Linked DNA regions of Mus musculus: region 1 is linked to region 2. A link is a contact called in public HiChIP or PLAC-seq data. All regions are on one chromosome and are shown on one strand. Each heading gives the region's core, a stretch centred on a gene start, on an enhancer-like site or on the middle of the called end of the contact. The rest is flanking DNA. Distances are from core to core; before and after follow the strand shown. Region 1 has its middle 13 kb from the start of Itpripl2. Region 2 has its middle 18 kb from the start of Gm35083.

The links. HiChIP or PLAC-seq counts read pairs in DNA pulled down with a chosen protein or histone mark.
Region 1: a FOXA1 HiChIP or PLAC-seq map of pancreatic cancer cells shows a contact between it and region 2. The contact joins two enhancer-like sites. A contact is called at or near these places in 14 of 39 promoter capture datasets (the 3T3-L1 cell line, 3T3-L1-derived adipocytes, the C10 cell line and 9 more), 2 of 484 Hi-C or Micro-C datasets (the N1E-115 cell line and embryonic fibroblasts), 3 of 115 datasets of contacts at active chromatin or transcription factors (embryonic limb bud, embryonic stem cells and pancreatic cancer cells) and 1 of 9 other capture datasets (embryonic stem cells).

What each region holds. Positions count from the first base shown.
Region 1 is chr7:118,476,094-118,482,564 of GRCm38.p6, reverse strand. No RefSeq gene overlaps it. Among named protein-coding and RNA genes, the nearest start is that of Itpripl2, 13 kb to the left of the region's middle. Within about 2 kb of position 3,299, at least 101 of the 459 cell types and tissues checked have an H3K27ac peak or open chromatin away from gene starts, as enhancers often do. A contact at or near this core is called in pancreatic cancer cells, where this site is marked.
Region 2 is chr7:118,306,075-118,312,252 of GRCm38.p6, reverse strand. No RefSeq gene overlaps it. Among named protein-coding and RNA genes, the nearest start is that of Gm35083, 18 kb to the left of the region's middle. Within about 2 kb of position 2,297, at least 14 of the 459 cell types and tissues checked have an H3K27ac peak or open chromatin away from gene starts, as enhancers often do. A contact at or near this core is called in pancreatic cancer cells, where this site is marked.

The sequences.
Region 1 (6,471 bases), core at 2,050-4,549, 170 kb before region 2:
CAGAGAAAAAGCTTCAATATTGGGAAGAAAGACACCACCCTCCTTCTGTTATCTACCATCCTGGAGAAAGCATCCCCTAGACCCTGGCTTTCTGTCACCAACAAAATACCAGACACAGTCAAGTTTTAAGAAGAAGCAGTCAGAGAAGAAGAGGAGGAAGAAACAGTCTACTTGGGCACAGTCTTAGAGGCTTCAGGTCATGGTCAGTTGGCTCTGTTGCTACTCCTCATCGCCATAGGGGAACATCAAGGAAGAGAGAGTCTGAGCTTCCCTTCAAATGGCATGGCCCCCAGTGACCTACCTTCTTCCTACTAGGCTGAACTGCATAGCGGTTCAACCCCTTGCCTCCCTTCCAATCACATCATGGGGTGGAAACCAAGTCTTTAACACATGAGAGACATTCAGGATTCAATGTGCAGCAAGTCTTTTCTGTCTTCTTAAAATGCTAGCTCTTTTCATGAACATCCAATGACTTTATCCAAGTGTTCATGCACATGTCCTGTGTGTGTGTGTGTGTGTGTGTGTGTGTGTGTGTGTGTGTGTGTGAAGGCAGATGTGGGAGATGTGGGTGTGCATATGCATGTGACAGTCAGAGGGTAACCTCGGGTATAATTTTCAGGCTCTATCTGCCATCTGGTTTTGTTTTTTTTTGGTTTTGGTTTTGTTTCAAAACAGACTCCAAGTGGCCTAGAACTCACCCAGTTAGCTAAACTGACTGGCCACCAAGTCCCCAGAATCCATCCACCTGTTTCCACCTCCCCAGTACTGACATTACAACCATGTACCACCACCACACAAGGCTGTTTAACATAGGTCCTGGTGACAGAACTCGCGTTCTCATGAAACCAAGGCAAACATTTTAACCATAGAAGAAGAACAGGTCACTGCCCAGCTCCTGGCCACCGTTTATCTCACTCTCTTCCTCTTTAGGTGCAGTGACTCTGAGCTGGCCCTGAAGAGGAAATTCAAGTCCATTGAGTCACCTTTCACTGAAGCCAGGGGGAAAAACCCAGAAATCCCTTTGCCTTCCAGACCCAACCAGAAGCTTTTAAGGACCTAATCTCTTGAAAGATGTTTATCTTCATGGCTTATTTAATCATTAGTCACTTCAAATCAGGAGCTAGGCCTCTAATGAGTGGCCCTCGATACCTTATCAAAATGAAAGCATCAAAACATTCCTGCCGTGGAGACAACGGCTAAGGCTCTGGGGATGAGCCGCCGCCTTCTGAATCTCAAGGGCAAGAAACTGCAGACTGAAGACACTGCCTCACATGTCTCAGATGTCACATGGGCAAAGGCTGTGTGAGTCCCATGCTTTTCCTGATAAATACCGTTAATTTTCCATATCTATGACTTGCACAGCTGTGACTTCAACCATCCACAGAGCCAAGATTCAGGGAAAAAAACAAAAACTAAGTCTGGAGGCCAGCAAGACAGCTCAGCAAGTAAAACTCTTGCCCAGAAAGCCTGCTGAGAACCGGCTCTTAAAAGTTGCCCTCTGATCTTCACCTACACACTTGTGGCATGCTCATACCCACATGTATACATACATGCACACATACAATAGTAATACACTTAGAAAATTATATCTGAGGTTGGCAAGATGGCTCCCCTGATAAAGGTGCTTAGACTGCCAAGCCAAGCTGACCCTGGCAACCCAGAAAGGGCTGCTTTCTGAACATTGATCTCTGACCTCTACATGTATGCTGTGGAACACATGGATATAAAGAACATGGGAGACGTTCATAGTTTGGGAGAGAAAGGACCTCACTCTGTAGCTCTGGCTCACCTAGAACTGGGTGTCCCAAATGCTAGGATTACAGGCATAGTCACAGTGTCCATTCAGTTGTTGTTGTTTTTCTTGCCATTGAATGCAGAAGACGTGGGCATCCGCAGTTTGGGTGGGTCTTGGCGTGGGTCTTGGCGTGGGTCTTAGAACTGATCACTCAAGGCTGCCGAGGTGCTATTTGACCTGGTTTTCAGAAGCCAGCTAGTTAGTAGTGATCTGTTTTTTCCAAGTCTTCAGAGAGCATTGGGACTTCCTCTGCATATTCACAGATACTTGAAACTGCCCTCAGAGTCTGAACTCTCTAAAGCAGAGGCGCTTCCACACGCTTGCTAGCTATGAGTAATCCTCTACTTCAAAGTCCCCTGTAGGTGCACAGGGCCAAGTAACCAATTATATGCAATGGGCAGGGAGCAGAAGAGACATATGCTTGGCCCTGCAGGGACAATAACAGTGACCAGTTACAACAACAGCATCTTAAATTGCAACTGAGTCACTGACACATAATCACTGCCTGTAAGTCACAGGAATTATATTTAGATGGCCGAGAAGTCGGCCTTTGTGATGTCAGGCTTCTGAAGCTAAACATTGGGGTTTCTTGTCCCTACAGCACAGCCTAACTTAGCCTAACCTAACCTAACTGATGGCTCAGGATGTTGCATTGGCCCAGCAGTTCTCAACCTGGGGGTCACAATCCCTTTATGGATCGAACAATCCTTCCCTTTCACAGGGGTAGCCTAAGGTCACTGGGGGGGGGGGAGGAACAAATATTTATATTATGACTCATAACAGTGCAAATTTACAGTTATGAAGTAGTAGCAAAAATAATTTTATGGTTGGGGTCACCACAACACAAGGATCTGTATTAAAGGGTCACAGCACAAGGAAGGCTGGGAACCGCTGCTTTAGAGGATCTCTTTGGAAGCTGAGAAGTAAATCTCAAATATCAATATATCAAATAAATATATTAGCCCTGTGCAGAGGACAGGATGGAATGGTTAGCAGACAGAACCTCCCGTGTCTGCAGCTTACGCACGGCTGGCTAGAAAGATTGTTATCAGACACGGGGCCAATAAAGGTGCATGCTTTGAGGCAAAGGAACAGGTTTCTATGACATCATAAATGAACCTAGCATAGCCCAGAGGTGTCGGGGATGACATCTCAAAAGTCTGGAATCCCAGAAGAACACTGAAGGTCTGTCTCAGGGAGCAGCCTTGGGAATGCTTCATAAGCGCAAAGCTCTGCGTCAAACATTTGACATCCACAGTTCTCACTACTGCTACTGTCCCAGGAGGTGGCTCTAGGAGCCACCCCACTTTACCAATAAGGAGCTCTTGGCTCAGCAGAATGAAGTCATAGGCCCCAAGGAAGTACACGTCAGGTTTTGAACCCACATCCTCAGGCTCGCTTAAAAAAAAAAAAGCCAACTCTCAGTAGCTCCTGTGTTCCTAGTTCTTTAAACTCATCCAGAGAAATGACTCAAGCAGGAAGTTACCCTATGAGAGTCCCAGGGGGAGGATCAAAATGAAACTTGCAGTCCAGTGTCCACAATCGCCCTGCAGGAGGGGCATACAGCCCTCTCCCAGTCTCTCTTTAAAAGCTCCCTGGTTCCTTTTCATTTTTACAGCTTCTTCTCCCCACCCCTGGCCCCAGGGTGATTTCATTTCTCTTTTAGCAGATGGGGGAAAGCGTGGGCGGCTGGCCCTACAGTAGCCCAGCCACTGGCCTTCTTCCCCTCCAGACTTAATCCAGAGACAAACAAGAAGGACACAGCAGCTGTCTCTTCTCTTGGCTTCCTCTGATGCCTCCTTTTCTCCTTGCTACAGAAGCAGGAAGTCCTTGGATCACTATGTTGAAATGTTGCCTGGGTTAAGCTCATTGCTTTTCCTTACAGAACCCAACAGGGACATACTGACACCTAATCAGATATATGTTTCTCATGGAGATGTATCGCACAGGCTCATGTGTATGCATGCATGTCACACATATTCAACAACTGTTTAGATAGAATAAACCTTAGCCTGCCAGCCACTGTCAATAAAGGTTTATTCAAACACTCATTCCCTAACATCTCATCTGTGAGTGCTTTTGGTACTAAATGTGCCGAAAGTGACCTTATTATCTATGATTTTCAAAACCTAAAGTATTTATTATTTGCCTCTCAACAGGAAAAGTAAGCCTGGTTCTTGCTCCTCCTCCTAGTGTTCTGTGAGGTGCCTGCTACTTATAGGCTTGTAACAAAACACCTTAAAATGTAGCTGCTCACGCCCCACTGTAAGGGCTGGGAGATGCCAAAGTCAGTAAAATGCCTGCCAAAGGGGCTTGAGGAGCCATGTAAGACCAGGGTGTGGTAGTGCCTGTAGCCCCAATGAATGGCAGTGCATGCTCATAACTCCAGCTCTGGGAAGGTGGGAATAGGCAGACCCCCAGGCAGACCTCAGATGCACTCTCTCCAAACACACACACCACCACCACCACCACCACCACCACCACCACCACCACCACCATTGTGGCTTCTCTCATGATTCTGCATGTTGACCAAGCTGGGCCAGGCAGTATAGCTATCCATGACATAAGATCTGAAGCCAGGGCACCTCTGTTCACTTCCCTCATGTGGAGGAAACTGCCAATCACAGATGAGCTCAGCCTGTGTTCCTGGGTGGCCGAGAAGCCTCTGAGTTAGTGGTGCCTGTTGACCAGCCTTTGTGGAAAGTCGCAGCACAGTGGTGCTCCACAGTGTCTCCGGAATGAATGGGCTATAGGTGCCTATTCAGTGGTGATGTATTGGGTATGTGTGTGCAAAAGTATGTAGCAATGTGTGTGTATATGTATCTATCTGTGTACTTTCTGTATGTGTAGGTACTTATATGTGTGTATACTTGTATGTGTATGTATATCTGTGTATCTTCTCTATGTGTATGTACTTGTATGTGTTTGTATATCTGTGTGTGTATATCTCTGTGTGTGTGTTTGTATATCTGTGTACTTTCTGTATGTGTGTGTACTTGTATGTGTATGCATATCTGTATGTGTTTGTATATGTGTAAAATATATCTGTGTGCATACATCTCTCTTTGTCTCTGTCTTTCCCTGTCTCTGTTTCTCTCCCTCTCCCCAAACCCTCTGTGTATGCGTGTGTAGGTTACCCTATGGCTCTAGTTCTACTCAGCTAGTCTGCTGGGCCAAGGACCTTTAGAAAGCTGCCTGCTCTCCATTTCCAGTGCTGAGATTACACTATGTGCCCAGCTTTTCACTGCATCTGAACTGGGGCCCTCATTGCTTGCTCAGAAGCATTTTTACCTACCGAGCCATCTCCCCGGTCCCCTGATATTCTTTATAAAGTATCCATCTCAAATATTTTGTTATGGAAACAGAGCACCTACTTAAACACTAGTCAGATTCAACCTTTTTTTAAACTAATTAACTTGTAGTTCAGGAGATCAAACCAGGGCCTGCCTGCTACATGAGTGCTTTCCCACAGAGCTAAATCTCCAGCCTCAATCATATTTTCTTTGCTTTAATGCACAGCAATGCCTGAGTTCCGTCCCCAGTTGGTCGGGCTGGGCCTGAGTACCTAGTTAAAGCTCCGTGTAGTTCTAAAGTGTATCAGGACTGGAACCTGACTGGTAAATGGAGAGGCTGCTATAGGAAGATGCCCTAGGGGCTGCAAAGGAGAGGAAAGGTTATCTGCTGGGAATTCAAAACAGGAAAGTCTGCATGGCAGCACAGCCATGCTGGTAGGTTTATCTCAGCAGAATCAGCCACTCTCGGCAGGACACACCCACTCTCTGCTCTTGAATGTTGACTCCGTGGCCTTCCACCAGTGACTCTGTAGATGTAGACACCCAGACTCATTTGCTTGTACTATGGTAGCTGGCTTTGGACAAAGTGACCATAGGTCTCGGTCTGTTAATGGTGTTTTGCATATTTATTTTATTTTATTTTATTTTATTTTTATTACGTATATGGGTATTTGGCCTGCATGTATGTCTGAATACTACCTACGTGCCTGATGCCCACAGAAGCCTGAAAAGGATGTTGGATGCCCTGCAACTGGAGTTACAGATGGTTGTTAGCTACCCTGTGGTTTTCAGAAATTGAACCTGGGTCCTCTGTAAAAGCAGTAAGTGCCCTTAACTGGTGAGTCATCTCTCCAGCCCCGAGGGGCCTTCCCATATAGCCAGTGTGATGGCTAATCTTGATTGACAACTTGATGGCATTTAAAATCACCATGGAAATAAATCTCTGGGTTTGTTTAAGGTCAAGATTAGGTTAACGGAGGTGGGAAGAGCCACTGTAAATGTGGGCATTGCTATCCGATGGGCTGTGGTCCTGGGCTGACTACAAAGGAGAAAAGAAGCTGAGCAAAAGCATACATTGCTCCCTGCTTTCTGATGGTCCACACAATGCAAGTTGAGGCTTCAAGCTCTCTCTGCAGAGCCTGCCCTCCAGCAACTGTGAGCCAAACAAGCCCATTCTCCCTAGGTTGCTTTTGTCAGGTTTGTTGTTGTTGTTTCGGTCACATAAAGACAAGCATTACCCTAAGTACTTATTTTTCATAGATTTATTTATTTATTATATGTAAGTACACTGTAGCTGTCTTCAGACACTCCAGAAGAGGGCTTCAGATCTAGTAATGGATGGTTGTGAGCCACTATGTGGTTGCTGGGATTTGAACTCAGGAC
Region 2 (6,178 bases), core at 1,048-3,547:
AATGGAGGCACTAGGGAGCAAAGTGGGGGCCAGGGTCACCACCGAGTCACCCTGAGTCTGCTGGCTATATCACCCTCTTAGGGAGTTCACCATGCCCTGCCCGCCATTCAAGAGGGTCCATCACAGAGGCATGATGGCGTCAATCATTGGCCACTGGTGACTGAACTAAGGCTCCAGCCCCCTCCCCTCCCGGCAGAGGATGGAGAATGGAACTCAAACCTCCAATTTATAATCCCAGAAGCAGAGGCAGGAGTGTTAGCAGCTCCTAACCAGCAAGCTACACGACAAGACTCTCTCAAAATAATAATAATAATAAAAATAATTTATAAAAGTTCTAACTCCAATTCTTTCTTGTGTCTCTACTATCCAGTCCCCTCCCTGAAACTCCCTGGGGGCCCAAGGCCACCAGTGATCTTACTAGCACACCAAACGCAGCTTCAATCCTACGGCCTTCGGTGCTGCAGATGCAGTCAGTGTCTCCCAGGGGCTGAGGAGATAGTAAGCTGTGAAATATTTCATATAGAAGCGAGAGGCTTGAGTTCAATCCCCAACACCTGTGTAAAAAGGCTGGCACATCACAGTCAGCTGTAACCCCGGGCTGAGAGGGCAGAGACTGGGGGTCCCTGGGGCTTGCTGGAAACCATTCTAGACAGTCAGCTCTAGGTTCAGTGGAACACTCTGACTATAAATAAATAAATAAATAAATAAATAAATAAATGCGGGGTTGCAGGCTGCTGGCTTAGGGGGTTCAGTGGGTGAGAGCACTTGGCTCTCCACCCTGATAAACACAGTTTGTTCCTCTGGAAAAGAGCTGGATTCTGTGGCTCAGGTCTGTAACCTCAAGGGCAGCGCTCCTGCAGGGAGAAGAGAGGAGAGACCACCTCCAAAACATGGTGGGAAAAGAGAGCTGACTCCTAAAAGTCGTCCTCAGATCCCCATATGTGCAGTGTGGCATGCGTGCGTGCACACACACACACGCACTTACACACACACACACACACGCACACACACGCACACATACACACGCACATACACACACACATACACACGCACATACACACACACAAACACACGCACATACACACACACATACACACATGCACACATACACACACACATACACACACACACATACACACACGCACACATACACACGCACATACACACACACATACACACACACATACACACACACACACACACGCACATACACACACACATACACACACACACACACGCACACACATGCACACACACACACATACACACACACACACACACACACTACTCTAAATAAATATTTTAACAACAAAACAAACAAAAACAAGAAAATAAGGTGAAGAGCACCAACAAAGACACCTGAGATCACCCTCAGCCTCCACACACATGTGCAGATGCATATATGAACATGCACACATACATGCACATACACACATATACACGAGGTTGTCTTCCCATCATTTATAGCTTACAGTCAGAAGAACAATTCCAGTGAGCCCATTTAATCCTCAATCTTTTAAATCTTGTGTTATTATTATTACTATTATTTTATGTGAGTGTATATCACATGTATGTGAATGTACCATGAAGGTCATAAAAAGATGTCTGACCCCTTGTACCCGGAGTTACAGACGTTTGTGAGCCGACCAACAGGGGTGCTGGGGTCCAAGCTTGGGTCCTCACCATAGATCACAAAGCGCTCTGAACCACTGAGCCATCTCTCCAGTCCCACAAGTTCTATTTTTTAAACTGTAATTTTTTTCTTTAGGTTGGCTGAGTTGAGATTCTCAATACCATAAGCACAAATGAGAATATACAAAGTGGGCAAATACATGAATATGAAGAAAGACTGTGGCTGCGAGTGTGTGCAGCCTGGAGCCGAGCGCACCAGCTCTGTAAATAACCAAAGAGGGATTATGTGATAGAAGAAGTCGGTGTATTTTGGACTAAGCTGAAAGTCAGAACCAGCCCCGTAGAGTGGGACTTACATAAAGCAAATTTTCATTTATTCTAAGAAAAACTGCAAACAATTTGAGCTACTTATTGCTGGAAAGGGCTGGCCGAGGGGACAGAGAAGGGACCCAGACACTGAATTCATTCCTACAAGGATGGAGGGGGTCCTGGGCAGGTCTGGGAGGGTAAGATCAGGCCAGAAGCTCAAAAATGTGTACAGAATCTACAGGTGATGGTGTTCTAGCAGCTGTGCTGCGTGGGTCTGCAGTGGAGCCCAGAGGGTGCCTTCTAACCAACTCTGAGGAAGGCAGGCCCTGCTGCCCCATGAACCACACCTTGGGTAGCTCAGAACTCAGTAAGCTCTGTAGACCTTAGGACTCTGGGGTTCAGTGCCTGTGACCTCAAGCTGATAGGAACCACACCCATTCCTTTCCTTTTCTTCAGGATTATTTGTTTAATGGGGAGTGGGGAGCACACACCAGCTATGGCGCTCATAGGAATCCATAAAACGCCACGAATTCCATCCTCTCCTTCCACCGTGAAGAGCCCAGGGATCAAACCCAGGCCGTCAGGCTTGTCAGCAAGCCTCTTTTCCCTCTGAGCCACCTCCACAGCCCTCTTTTTTATTAAAACAATTTACATATAATATTTGTACGGAATGGCAGGCTTGTGGTATTTTCCCTTTTTTTTTTTTTTTTTTTTTTTTAGCATCAGTCTGTGTCAAAATCATCTGACTCTCAATCCCTTTGTCCCTTCCTTTTCTGCTGATTCTCCCACTCTCAAAAGGGTGTGTGTCACACTCCTGGAACCTGCTTTATTTACTTTTTATAATGCAAAGTTCACTTAAGACAGAAAACATACGCTATTTGTTCCTGGGTCTGGCTTATTTTCAGTTCCACCCATTTTACTGCGACTTCATTTCACTCTTTATGGCTGAATAACAGTCTGCACATGAGTATAGATGAGTGGCACACATTCTTCCTCCATCCATTAAAGCTGACCCGTCGTCTGTTATACTTCTAGAACTTAGCACAGTCCTTGGCACACAGTAGGTACTCAAAACCAAAAGCAAAATGTATTAAGTGCTACTCAGCAATAAAAAGAAACCAAGTGGTTCTTTTTGTTGTTTGGGGGGCACCGGGCTTGAAGCCGCCAGGCACAAAGCATGTCAGACAAGCCTATACAGTACTCATCCTATTTTTATTACACTAGTTTATTATATGTGTGTTGGCATGCTATAGAGGTCAGAGTCCAACTTTTAGGAGTCTCTCCTTCCTAAGGAGATTTAGGGTTCAGGAGTAAACCCAAGTTGTCAGGGCAAGATCCTTTACCAACTGAGCTGTCTCAATGGCCCCTCTATGACATTCTTTAAAAGACAATACTACACTGACATAGAATATATAAGAACTTGCAAGGAACCAAGAGAGGGAGGAGAATGTAATTATAAAAGAATAAATGGGAAGTTGGGGGTGGGCAATGAAACTGTTTATATTCTCATGGTGACTAAAGAAATCTCTACATGTATTAAAATGTACAGATATGCATTCCAAAAAGGTCAGTCATGCCGTGTGATCATTTTAAAATAAATAGTTTGTGATAACTATTATCACAACCAGGCATTTACTAAATACCTATCTGGAAACAAGCCAGATCCACGGGTGTTTGTTCAAGTCGACGTGATGAAGGCTGGGGCTGTAGCCCAGTAGCAATCGCTTGCCTGGCAAGTGAGAGTCCTGGACTCTAAAGCATCATCATCACCAACAACAACAACAAAAAGGATGTGAAAGAAAAAGCTGCCATGGGCTGGCGAGATGGCTCAGTGGGTAAGAGCACTGACTGCTCTTCTGAAGGTCCTGAGTTCAAATCCCAGCAACCACATGGTGGCTCACAACCACCCATAATGGGAATGGCATGTCTGAAGACAGCTACAGTATACTTAACGTATAATAAGCAGGAGCAAGGACTGAGCGAGTGGAGTTGACTGGAGCGAGTGGAGTCAACCAGAGTGGGTAGAGGTCCTAAAAAAATTCAATTCTGAACAACCACATTAAGGCTCACAACCATCTGTTCAGCTACAGTGTACCTATATACATAAAATAAATACATTTTTAAAAAGAAAAAGAAAAAGCTGCCACGTTCAGGTCCACCCTCATCCTTAAAACTTGTGTCTTGGGGCTGCTGGCAAGGCGGTCTAGTGGGTAGGGTCACGTGCTGGCAAGCCATACAATTTGATTCCCAGAACCCACGTGATAGGAGATAACTGATTCCCGAAAGCTATCCTCTGACCTCCATACACACACACACACACACACACACACACCAAAGTAAATAAGTGTGGAAAAACACATTTTATAAATTTCTTTATGGCAGTAACTAACCACCGAAAGCCATAAGGAACAATGGCAGCAGGGAGCAGCCTAAATCAATTTGTCATCCATATTGATTATGCTCTGTGCTTCTGAAGGCCATGGACAACTTGCTGGGCAGGCCACACCCATTGCCTATTCCTTCGTGCCCCCACCTAACATCTCCACGAGTTTGCCTCCAGACGAGCGAGCGTGGCCTGGTAAGCTGTAAAATCCATCCAAAGGCAAAGCTGATGTGCGTAATCCAGTCTAGCTGACAGATGTACGCCATCGAGCCTAGAGCCGACAAAATCTCTACTCAGGACCTGTGGTCATTGGGCCTGGGTGTGGCTCGGTCCGTAGAGCACTTGCCTAGCACCGTTTAGACCTGGGTTCAGTCTCTAGCACGTACTACATAAACCAGATGGTATGGTGGATCTGCTTAGACACAAGCTCATTCTAAGCTACGTTGAGCTCAAGACCCAGTTCAATATATGGGTCTCTGCCTCTAGAATAGCAGTTCTCAGGTTGTGGGTCACAACCCCTTCGGAAGTTGAACAACCTTTTCATAGGGGCCACCTAAGACCATCAGAAAACACAAATATTTATATTACAGCTCATAACGATAGCAAAAATTACAAAACTTCAAAAAAGTTTTAAAATAGCAATAATTTTTGTTTTATTTTATGAGACATGGTTTCTCTGTGTAGCCCTGGCTATTCTGGAACTTGCTGTGTAGACCAGGCTAGCCTCGAACTCAGAGAGCCACCTGCCCCTGCCTTTTGAGTATTGGTACTAAAGACATGTGCTGGGGCTGGTGAGATGGCTCAGCGGTTAAGAGTGCCAACTGCTCTTCCAAAGGTCCTGAGTTCAAATCCCAGCAACCACATGGTGGCTCACAACCATCCATAATGAAATCTGATGCCCCCTTCTGGAGTGTCTGAAAACAGCTACAGTGTACTTACATATAATAAAATAAATAAATAAATATTTTTTAAAAAGACATGTGCCACCACTACCCAGCACAAAAATAATGTTATGATTGTGGGCTACCACAACCTAAGGAACTATATTAAAGGGCCACAGCATTCCGAAGGTTGAGAATCACTGCTTTAGAGCAATGCAGAAAGTTATAGTAGCACACAGAGGCAGGTGGACCCTGTGAGTTCCGTAGCCAGACTTAGTTGTCCTCTGTGTCTACAGTGGCAAGTACAGGTGCGTCCCAGAACCTACCCCAGAACTACTGTGACTGACCCAGGAACGGCTGTGACTGATCCCGGAACCTCTATGACTGGCCCCGGAATCACTATTACTGAGTTACCTTCATGGCAAAGAGACTTTGTAGATCTCATGTGTTCTTAGTCTTGAAATGGAGAAGTTACCCTGCGTTATCCAGTGAGATGCAAGAGAGTTCCAAGAGTCTCTAAAATCCTGGGTGTGGTGATGCACACCTGTGATTCCAGCATACAAAAGTTAGTGATGCAGGAAGATGATAAGCTTTAGGCCAACATAGGCTCCATAGCAAGACCTCATCTTAAAACTTAAAAAAATGGGCTGGAGAGATTGGCTCACGTGGTGGCTCACAACCATCCATAATGAGATCTGATGCCCTCTTCTGGGTGTCTGAAGACAGCTACAATGTGCTTAGATATAATAATAAAGAAATCTTAAAAAAAAAAAACTTAAAAAAATAAAATTAAAATAAGGAAGAGGTAGGAAAAGGAACAGATCAAAGAAATTGCATGAGAGCCGTTTAGAGGGCTCAGCAGGCAAAGGAGCTTGCTGTGGACCTGATGGCCTGAGTTCAATTCCCAAGACCCACATAGTGGAAGGAGAGAACCAATTGAAGAAGAAACTTCAACTGCTATTGCTGGCTTGAA